3 separate regions of the Mus musculus genome follow, and regions 2 and 3 are each linked to region 1. Evidence: chromatin contacts called from public Hi-C and HiChIP or PLAC-seq data. All regions are on one chromosome and are shown on one strand. Each heading gives the region's core, a stretch centred on a gene start, on an enhancer-like site or on the middle of the called end of the contact. The rest is flanking DNA. Distances are from core to core; before and after follow the strand shown.

What was found. Hi-C and Micro-C count contacts between places; a contact is called where the count stands out from the background. HiChIP or PLAC-seq counts read pairs in DNA pulled down with a chosen protein or histone mark.
Region 2: a contact with region 1 is called in an H3K4me3 HiChIP or PLAC-seq map of bone marrow-derived macrophages, with 5 times the contacts expected there. The contact joins the promoter of Lyn here to the enhancer-like site in region 1. A contact is called at or near these places in 5 of 39 promoter capture datasets (embryonic stem cells, hematopoietic stem and progenitor cells, liver and 1 more), 1 of 484 Hi-C or Micro-C datasets (embryonic stem cells), 6 of 115 datasets of contacts at active chromatin or transcription factors (the 230-238 cell line, the HPC-7 cell line, bone marrow-derived macrophages and 3 more) and 2 of 9 other capture datasets (adipose tissue and liver).
Region 3: a contact with region 1 is called in a Hi-C map of bone marrow-derived macrophages, with 32 read pairs. The contact joins two enhancer-like sites. A contact is called at or near these places in 5 of 39 promoter capture datasets (the C10 cell line, cranial neural crest, hippocampal neurons and 1 more), 51 of 484 Hi-C or Micro-C datasets (the AML12 cell line, B cells, the C2C12 cell line and 37 more) and 4 of 115 datasets of contacts at active chromatin or transcription factors (embryonic stem cells and microglia).

The regions. Positions count from the first base shown.
Region 1 is chr4:3,811,134-3,814,042 of GRCm38.p6, forward strand. No RefSeq gene overlaps it. Among named protein-coding and RNA genes, the nearest start is that of Gm22781, 16 kb to the left of the region's middle. Within about 2 kb of position 1,553, at least 14 of the 459 cell types and tissues checked have an H3K27ac peak or open chromatin away from gene starts, as enhancers often do. A contact at or near this core is called in bone marrow-derived macrophages and granulocyte-monocyte progenitors, where this site is marked.
Region 2 is chr4:3,676,800-3,679,711 of GRCm38.p6, forward strand. It overlaps Lyn (LYN proto-oncogene, Src family tyrosine kinase), which reads left to right and starts at 1,322. Exons shown (of 13, transcript NM_001111096.1): 1 at 1,322-1,565. It overlaps Gm42250 (a long non-coding RNA gene), which reads right to left and starts at 1,309. Exons shown (of 5, transcript XR_881076.3): 1 at 14-1,309.
Region 3 is chr4:3,625,563-3,628,316 of GRCm38.p6, forward strand. No RefSeq gene overlaps it. Among named protein-coding and RNA genes, the nearest start is that of 2210414B05Rik, 30 kb to the right of the region's middle. Within about 2 kb of position 1,334, at least 100 of the 459 cell types and tissues checked have an H3K27ac peak or open chromatin away from gene starts, as enhancers often do. A contact at or near this core is called in bone marrow-derived macrophages and granulocyte-monocyte progenitors, where this site is marked.

The sequences.
Region 1 (2,909 bases), core at 303-2,802:
ATAACAGCCTGTGATGTCCATGGCTAGCCCTAGCTCTGCCAATCCCCAGTAGGACCAGTGCAGAGCTAGGGAAGCTCTTACTATTAATTTTAATGCCACTTCTCACTCTCTTATGACTAAAAAGATATTGCTCTCATCATTTCTGGGTAAGAGGTATATTCTTGCTTTAAGACTCTGCATGATCTCCTGAGCTTCGATCCCAGCACTCCTGCAGCAAAATGTAGGAAAAGAAAGGAGAATCTCTGAAGCTAGCTTGTTGTGCACAGTGGAGAACCTTTTAAAAACTGTGTCAAGCAAAGTGCAAGACAAGGACTGATACACGAGGTTGTTCACCCCCAGTCAGTCTCTCTCTCTCTCTCTCTCTCTCTCTCTCTCTCTCTCTCTCTCTCTCTCACACACACACACACACACACACACACACACGCACACACACACACATGCACACACACACACTATGACATGCAGACACTTTCATTCACACATATGAACACATAGACACATCATACAGAGGGGAAAAGAGACAGTAATAGAGAAAGAGTAGACAGAGGGGGGGGGGGGGAGTCTGATCTAGCTTCACAGTGAAAAGTACTGATAACTCTTGTAGAGTACCTGAGTTCAAATCCCAGCTCCCACATGGTGGCTCACAACCATCTATAACTTCATTTCTATGGGATCCAGAGCCCTCTTCTGATCTCGAGGAGCACAATATATACGTGCAAAACAGGCACATAAAATAAGGATTAAAAAATAAGTAAATAAAAGACGTGGTTTGCAAGGAAAGATCAGATTTGTAATGTTTTGTTTGTTTTTGTTTGTTTGTTTCAAATGTTTTGGTGATTTTGGCTTTCCAAAAAAGCTTCTTTTAGGTTTGGGGTTTATACCCTTTCCCGAAATCAAACAAATCACTGCTGAACTTCAATGATGCTACCCGAGGGATGATGTATCTACTGGTAATTTGCTCCATTAATTGAAATCGTTGCCTGGAAATATTAAACTAATCCAACATTAAAACACACTGAAGCCAGATTGCAGGAAGTAAGCACTTAAGATCCCAGAGCTCTGCAGGCTGCGACAGGAAGTATGTTAGTTTGAGTCCAGATTAAAATACATAGTGAGACCTTGATTAAAGGAGAGAGAGAGAGAGAGAGAGGAAAGGAGGGAGGGAGGGAGGGAGGGAGGGAGGGAGGGAGGGAGGGAGGGAGGAAGGAAGGAAGGAAGGAAGGAAGGAAGGAAGGAAGAAAGAAAGAAAGAAAGAAAGAAAGAAAGAAAGAAAGAAAGAAAGAAAGAAAGAAAGAAAGAAAGGTGTTGGGAGCTATTAAGGCAACGCTATTGTCCTGATCTCTGAATTGGACCTCTCCCCCCCACCCCCCCAAAGGAGACAAGGGGGTCAAAAGCAGGCCACCGACACACCGATGTCCTGACCACACCCTGATACTACCAAGTTCCTGCTTCCCCGTGTAGCTGCCAAAAGAAAAAATTTCTATTGCCCCCTCCCACTTATAAGTACTTCTCCTTTTGCTTGTGCAATTCTATTGCCTCATCCTTCCTGCTGAAAGGTACTTCCCCTTTTGCTTGTGCATTTAAGCCTTGAGCCTTTCTCAATACAGTGGGATCTTGATGCAATTCAGAACGTTTCCGTGTTGTTATTCGTACAAGACCCTCGTCTCTCTCTACCCCCCCCATTTGGTTCTTAGGAGAAGGTCCCCTCGAGACCCTCAAATAACTGGACCTGCTGGATGGGTCAAGTGGCACCAGACATGGGGCACGAGGTACAACCGCCCTCCGGACAACGAATTAAAGAGGTACCGTGCAGACAGTGAGACAGTGGGACAGTCCCCTGCCACTTCGCTTGAGTGTCGTGGACAGACATCGGAGAGGTAAGCCTAGGCATTCAGTTGTTATCCCATTAACCATGGGGAAGGTTCTGTCCAAAGAGGCAGTTTTTATTCAAGAGATGAAGGGTTCTCTTAACGAGAGAGGGATAAGAGTAAAAAAAAAAAAAAGGATTTAATAAAAAATTTTTGTTTTGTGGACGAGAGATGTCCGTGGCTGGTATTGAATGGTTCTGAAATACACCCTTTAACTTAGAATAAAGTAGACAAAGATATTAATGCTTTGATAAAGGAGAGGATGTCCCTGAGTCCTTTTTAGCAATTGGAGAATCATCAGAGCTCTCCTTAAACAGGCAGAAGAGGGCGGAGAAGGTGCTCGCCTCTTAGCCCTTACTGAAGATTTTTTAGAAAACTCCTGATCGCTGTCTCACAAAAGCGAAACTAAGCTGCCAGCAAACAGTATCTATATTAGAAGGTTTAGCAGGGAAAGGCTACTTGATACCCAATGAATGGAATAAAGTTGTTCAGTCTGTCCTCACTAGAGGCCAATATTTAACTTAGAAGTCAGAGTTTAGGGCTGCCCTGAGAAGTAAAACCAAGAGTTTAGATATAAATTGTATGATCAAGCTTTGAAATGAGGTAGATGTGTTTTCTCAACAAGTTTCTAAGTCTATTAACCTAGCCATTGGGGCTGCTCTACAACTAAATATAGGAGAAAAAACTTGTTATAGATGCAACCAACCTGGACATTTTGCTAGAGAATGCCCTACACAAAGACAGAACACCCTAGTAACTGTGGTCCAGGGAAACGGCCAGAGGGCCCCCCCTACAAGGCCCGTCTCCCCTAATAACAACTGCAGACAACCCCCTAGCCCCCACGGGAGATTGTGCAGGGTTCCAGAAGAGAGCACAGCGAGCTCGAGAGTGTGGCCTTCTTCGCCCCGAGCCCCTCATGGCCTCGGCCCGTGCCAGGTGAGCCCGAGGGGCCCGGGAGCAGCCTCAGTCCCTACCCTGCAGACGCCAGGAGCCCTCGCCCTCGAGGCAGCCACCTGCTAGACCTGAAGGCCAAAGCTGGGC
Region 2 (2,912 bases), core at 72-2,571, 130 kb before region 1:
CCAGGTCACTCACTTTATGTCCTTTTTGATGCAATCAGGAGTCATGGTCCACAACGGTAGAGAGGACTTGTTGGTATCAGCATCATCACAAACGCTGTAGATCTGTCTTGCACTGTCACACTGAAAGAGCTATGACAGCTACGACACCACTAAGTGATACAGATTTTTCAGCTCCATTATAATCTCTGGCACCATCTTCATAGTCCCTGGTTGACTGAAAAATGGAGGGGCCAGGAAATGCTGGTGCACACCTTTAATTCCAGCACTTGGGAAGCAGATTGCTGGTTTCAAGCCCAGCATAATCTGCAGGGTGAGTTCTAGAACACCCAGGGTTACAACGAGAAACCCTGTCTGAAAAAAAGAAAAGAAAAACAACAAAACTGGTGAATCAGTGTGCTCACAAATGTTAGTCTTCCTTCATTAGTAACAAATGACAGCTGTACTGGACTTTGTTACAAGGTACCTGTTCTGACCTGTTGAACTGCAATTAGGGAATCCCAGAAAACAGAAGTCAGATTAGCATAAGTGGGTATCATAGTGACTGAGGCTAATTGCATATCTTGGTTCAGTAAGGGGCATTTATCAAGTCAAAATTTGGTTTGAACAAGCAATCTTACAACACACACTGGTTATGTACCTACAGTATGCCAAGTACTGTGTACACATAGGAACACAAGGACACAGCATTTGTTAGGAATGCAGTAATGTTACCAGGACCACATGCTAATCAATGCGAGCCTGCTACAGAGGACAGTTCTTGATAAGTAGTCTTAGCTCCATTTTCCTGGAAGCTTTCAGCTATTGGCATGCCCTTTAACTCCATAGCGAGTTCCCACTCCTCATTCCAGTGAATATCTTCAGCACTCCTTGTACACCTTTAAGGAATTTGATGTTTTGATTGTTAAAGCAAAGATTCCCCCTCGCCATACCCTCCAAACATCTACTCGCTGATACCGGTTTTTTTCTCTCTGGAAGCTCCAAACACACACAGAGAGTGCTGCTTCTGCTCCCAAGACACAGTGCATTGAGGAGTTGGGTCCTAAGGAACAGTGAAGTAAGGTGAACGTTTTCCACGACCCTCGAGAACCCCTAGATCTTCCACGCAGCCCTGGGGAGAATGTTGTTTCCGAGGCTACCGCCACTCTCCCAACTTGCGGTCTGGGTCTCCAAAGTCTGTTTGCTTGTAAAACCCTGAGCGATGGCTACACCAAATACCAAACCTTGGACAGGAACCAAACGGTCACTTCCCCGCCCTCCCAGCACAGTATGCAAATTCGAGCACCAGGAAGTAGCTGGGACCTCTCGGCCGAGCCCAGCGACAGCCAGTTCCTCTCCCACCGAGCCGGGCCTGGGCGCCTCCCGGCCAACGTTCTGCAGCTAATAGGTTGCTGCAGGCCGGGCACTGTTCCCCGAGCAGTGTGCCCGCAAGTCCCGGTCACGCGTCCTAAGACACCGGCCCGCAGCTGCTTCCCAGGCGGGCCCCGCAGGGCTATCCCGTCGCGTGAACAGCTTTTAACCGAAGTCACCGTGGAGTTCCGCCGCCCCGAAACTTCCACCACGAGCGAGTAAGTCCGGGGCTTGAGCGCAGGGTGGGTGCGTAGGGTGGACCGGGCAGGGACCGGGGCTGGGTCAGAGACCGGATCACAGGTCGCTTTCTTGGCTTGGGACTCCGGGTTTCGGTGCAGCCACGGCGCCCGCAGCAGAGGTCGCGCACTGCTTCTTGGTGGCGCTCGCGCTGGCCCCGGGTGGCGAGAGCATCTAGACTCCTTCAGCCTTGGGAGACTGTGACTCGCCGGGGCGATCGAGCGGGGACGCGGGGGCGGCGACTCCGCAGGTGTCCGCAGCGGAGCGGCGCGGAGGCGTGGTGGGCAGTGCGCACAGGGTGGGCGCCCCTGGGTCCTTGGCGTCAAGTCTCTCCCATGCCCCTCTCCAGCTTCTCTTGCCTGGCAGAGAGAAGTGGCCTGAGTCCACTCCGAAAGGGAGCGCGGTGGGGATTCCAGAGGGAGTCATCTGGGATCCAGTATTTAGTGTCCAGATCGGACCTTGAGTCCCCAGGGATGAGAAGGGGGGTTTGAACCCAGCCCCTCTCTAAGGTTGGCTGACAGCTGAGGTCCCTGTTGACTCGAGGCAAGGTGGTGACGTCGAACGGCTGCCACAGAGGCTGTAGCTTGACCTCCCGCGTAGCTCGACTTCTGTCAGCCCGCAGAGGAGTAGTCCAACGCCTTGGCCAAGAGGAAGCTAGAGTTATTTTAAGAATTCAGGGATGCCTTTCCTTCTGAATGGGGGAAGGGTGTGTGCGACAGTTCCCACTTGCCTGCCTTATCTTGGCTGACTATAGTGACTTCCCTATGCTGTTGGTGTAGTGTTTTTTGTTTTTTGTTTTTTTTCCCAATAGTCCCCGCTACTTGGGGTGCTTGTGGTTGTCTCTTTATTTATTGGAGTACCGGTGTTTTTGTTAATTATGCTAATCCGCCCAACTTCTTTGCTGTTCAGAATCCAGGTGGGAATCTAGGCCCTGCATTCTCTCAGTGACTGCGAATTATTGAAGTTCCCGGTTTGGGTTTCCGCCTGATTGACTATGAACCTACTTCATAGGTTTAGTACACTGAAGGTCCTTGAACATTATATGAATATAATGTTATATGAAAGTTACTTGGTACAACTGATCATCTATAAAATCGGAGGCCTTTGGTGGTTGGCAGTTTGGCGATTTTTAAACCCGAGACCACATGTCTGAGTGAGCTAGCTGACTTGAAAATCTATCTAATAAAACACCTGAAACGTGTGCTGTGCTGCCTCAGAGGTTCCTGGGATTCCCCCAGTTCAAGAGATCTTAAGACCTAACGTGGAAGACGATGGACTCTTTGCTCCGAAGCTCGGCTATCTGTAGGGTGTTTTCTCTCTGTGGAGTT
Region 3 (2,754 bases), core at 84-2,583, 190 kb before region 1:
CCAGGACTGGCCTGTTGAAGTAGAAACAGTTTTCTTTGGTCATGGGCTATCCTGTTATCAGTTCATCCTGTGTCATTTGTTAAGCAAAGCAGTAAACAAATAGAATGGAGACCTGTGGACAGCTCGCCTCCAGCACTGGCCTGAAGCCCAGGCAGCTGAGCAATACCCTGCGCTTCTGGTGCGTGGTTTGAGTTGAGTTCCCCCCCGTCAATTTCTATTGCTCCTTTGGTCACTGACTTGATCTACATAATCCTGTCTACTTGGCCTTTGCCCTTGATCTTGTCTGAATCACTCACCTTGTGTCTAACTCCAGAAAGTCTACCCTAAAGAAATATTTAAAGTGAAATGGATGCATATATCTGAAGATATTCAACATATATAAGGCAATTTTGAAAGCCAAATGATTCTCTGAGGAAGACTGGCCAAGCATATAATATCCAGTCGGTATATCAGTGTATGGACATTTTGTTTTTGTTTTGTGACCATTGAGACCATGGAAGCACATCTGTTTACAATGTGAACAGCTCCTAAGAATCTGCCTTATACTATGGTACATATGGCACTATCAGCTCTTTTTAAGGGACTGGATACATCTTCATGGTTAAATGGAGTATGATTGATGTCTGCCCCATCTCTCTAGAGCCAGTACATCTGAATTGTCCTGTGGACATCTTGTTCAACCTTGAGCGCCTACCTAAGACAGCCAAAGGAGTTGAAGAGGTTCCTCCGAGTTCTAGTCCAGTACTGCAGCCCTTGTGGCAGACTGTTGGTCTCTGTACCTCACTGCACAAACATGGATACCAATACTAGAAAATATGTTCTTTCTTGGAGTGGCCCCATGCTCTCACCTTGGAGAAAAAGTAAACGAGTTTGGCACAGTCGTCGTTCATCTCTCCAGAACTGAACTTTTTCAAAAAGCTTTCAAGATTTCTTGTTGTTCTTTTGCTCTTATGGTTTCTTCAGGGCTCCTTGTTGTTATTTTGAGACAACATTTCACTATGTAGGTGTTCTGGACTGGACTCAAACTTATGTAAGGGTCCTATCACTGAAGGAAGACCAAGTAGGCAAAAACAAATAGTGTTTATCCTGCAGAAACAACCAGCATGCGGGGGTCAGCCATTCTCTGAAATGGTGACCCCAGACAAAGGCACACAGGCCTTCTTATAGGGAATGGGGGCAGGGGAGGACTCTCTAGAAGGATTAGGTAATTGAAAATGTCATTGGTAGATGCTAGGAGGTCACGGGTGATCGGTAGTCTGCATTCCTATGTCATGAATGTTCAACCATGTGATGAAATAGGGCTGCCCAGCACAGATGGCGCATTCTGAGATAGTTCCCCATTTTTGTGGTTATCCCCAGGCTGTTCTTTGAGGAGGCATTTTATGATCTTGTTCTGGGTGTTATGGTCTGATCCTGAAGCTGGTGCCTTACGGCCTTTTAGGAAATCAGGCCTGGTCCTTAAATGGAGACAGATGATTTAACCTGCGGAGTTTGAAATCATCGTTACACAGCAACAGAAAACCAATACCATACCAGTTACGTGGCTTGAATAAAATAGGCCCCCAAAGCCTCATAAGGAGAGGCACTATTAGGAGATGTGGCCTTGTTTGAGGAAGTGTGTCACTATAGGGGTGGACCTTGAGGTCTCAGAAGTTCAAGTCTGGCCAGTGTGTCACAGTCTCTTTCTGTTGCCTACAGATCAAGATACAGAACTCTCAGCTCCTTCTCCAGCACTGTGTCTGCCTACATGCCACCATGCTTCTCTCCCTGATAATAGACTAAAACCTCTGAGCTGTAAGCCAATCCCAAGTAAATGTTTTCCTTTATAGGGTTTCCATAGCCATGCTGTCTCTTCATAGGAATAGAAACCGTAACTAAGACAACTTGATTGACCAAAACAAATTCTAGGTGAGGAGGTAGGGGACACAGATATGTATGCGTAAGTAAGTGTGCACGAGGAGGTGGGGGGCACGGATGTGTAAGTGTAAGTGAGTGCGAACGAGGAGGCGGAGGACACGGATGTGTATGCATAAGTGTGCACCCCTGTTTGCAAAGGTGCAGGCCGACATCAAGCCACAGCTATCTTCTCCCATTCCATCCAGCTTCGTTTTTTGACACAGGTCTCTTAGCAAGCCTGGAGTTTGCTGACGATGACTTGCTAGCCAGTGAGTACCTGGGACCTCCTTTCCCTGCTTGCCAGCACTGTCATAGCCTGGCTTTTACGTGGGTGCTAAGGAGCAAATTGGGTCTTCATGCTTACTCATCAAATACTATACCCATTGAACCATCTCTGTCAGTCCCAAATTCTTGGTTTTTCACTTTTGCTGGTATTTTACCAGTATAATTAATTGGTAAACAACTGACAAACCATCTTTCTCCACTGGGTTCACACTGATCGTTTGGTCACTCTCAACTCTGCCATCTGTTTCTACCATGCCTCCTAACTATGGGGGCTGTTCCCTACCCATCTTCCAGCTCCTTAGCAGCACCACTGCATTAAAACTTTCCAGCTGTATGGGTTTGTACTACATTGACTCAGCAGGAGGGAGACCTGCCTTCAAACCCCAGCATAAACAAACAAACAAACAAACAAGAACAGTCTTTTCAGGGCTAGAGAGATGGCTCAGTGACTAGGTTCTCCTCTCTCTTCCAGAGGACCTGAGTTTGGTTCCTAGCACCTGTGTCAGGTAGCTTACAAACACCTCTTAACTCCAGCTCCAGAGAATTCAGTGCCTCTGGACTCCACAGGTATTC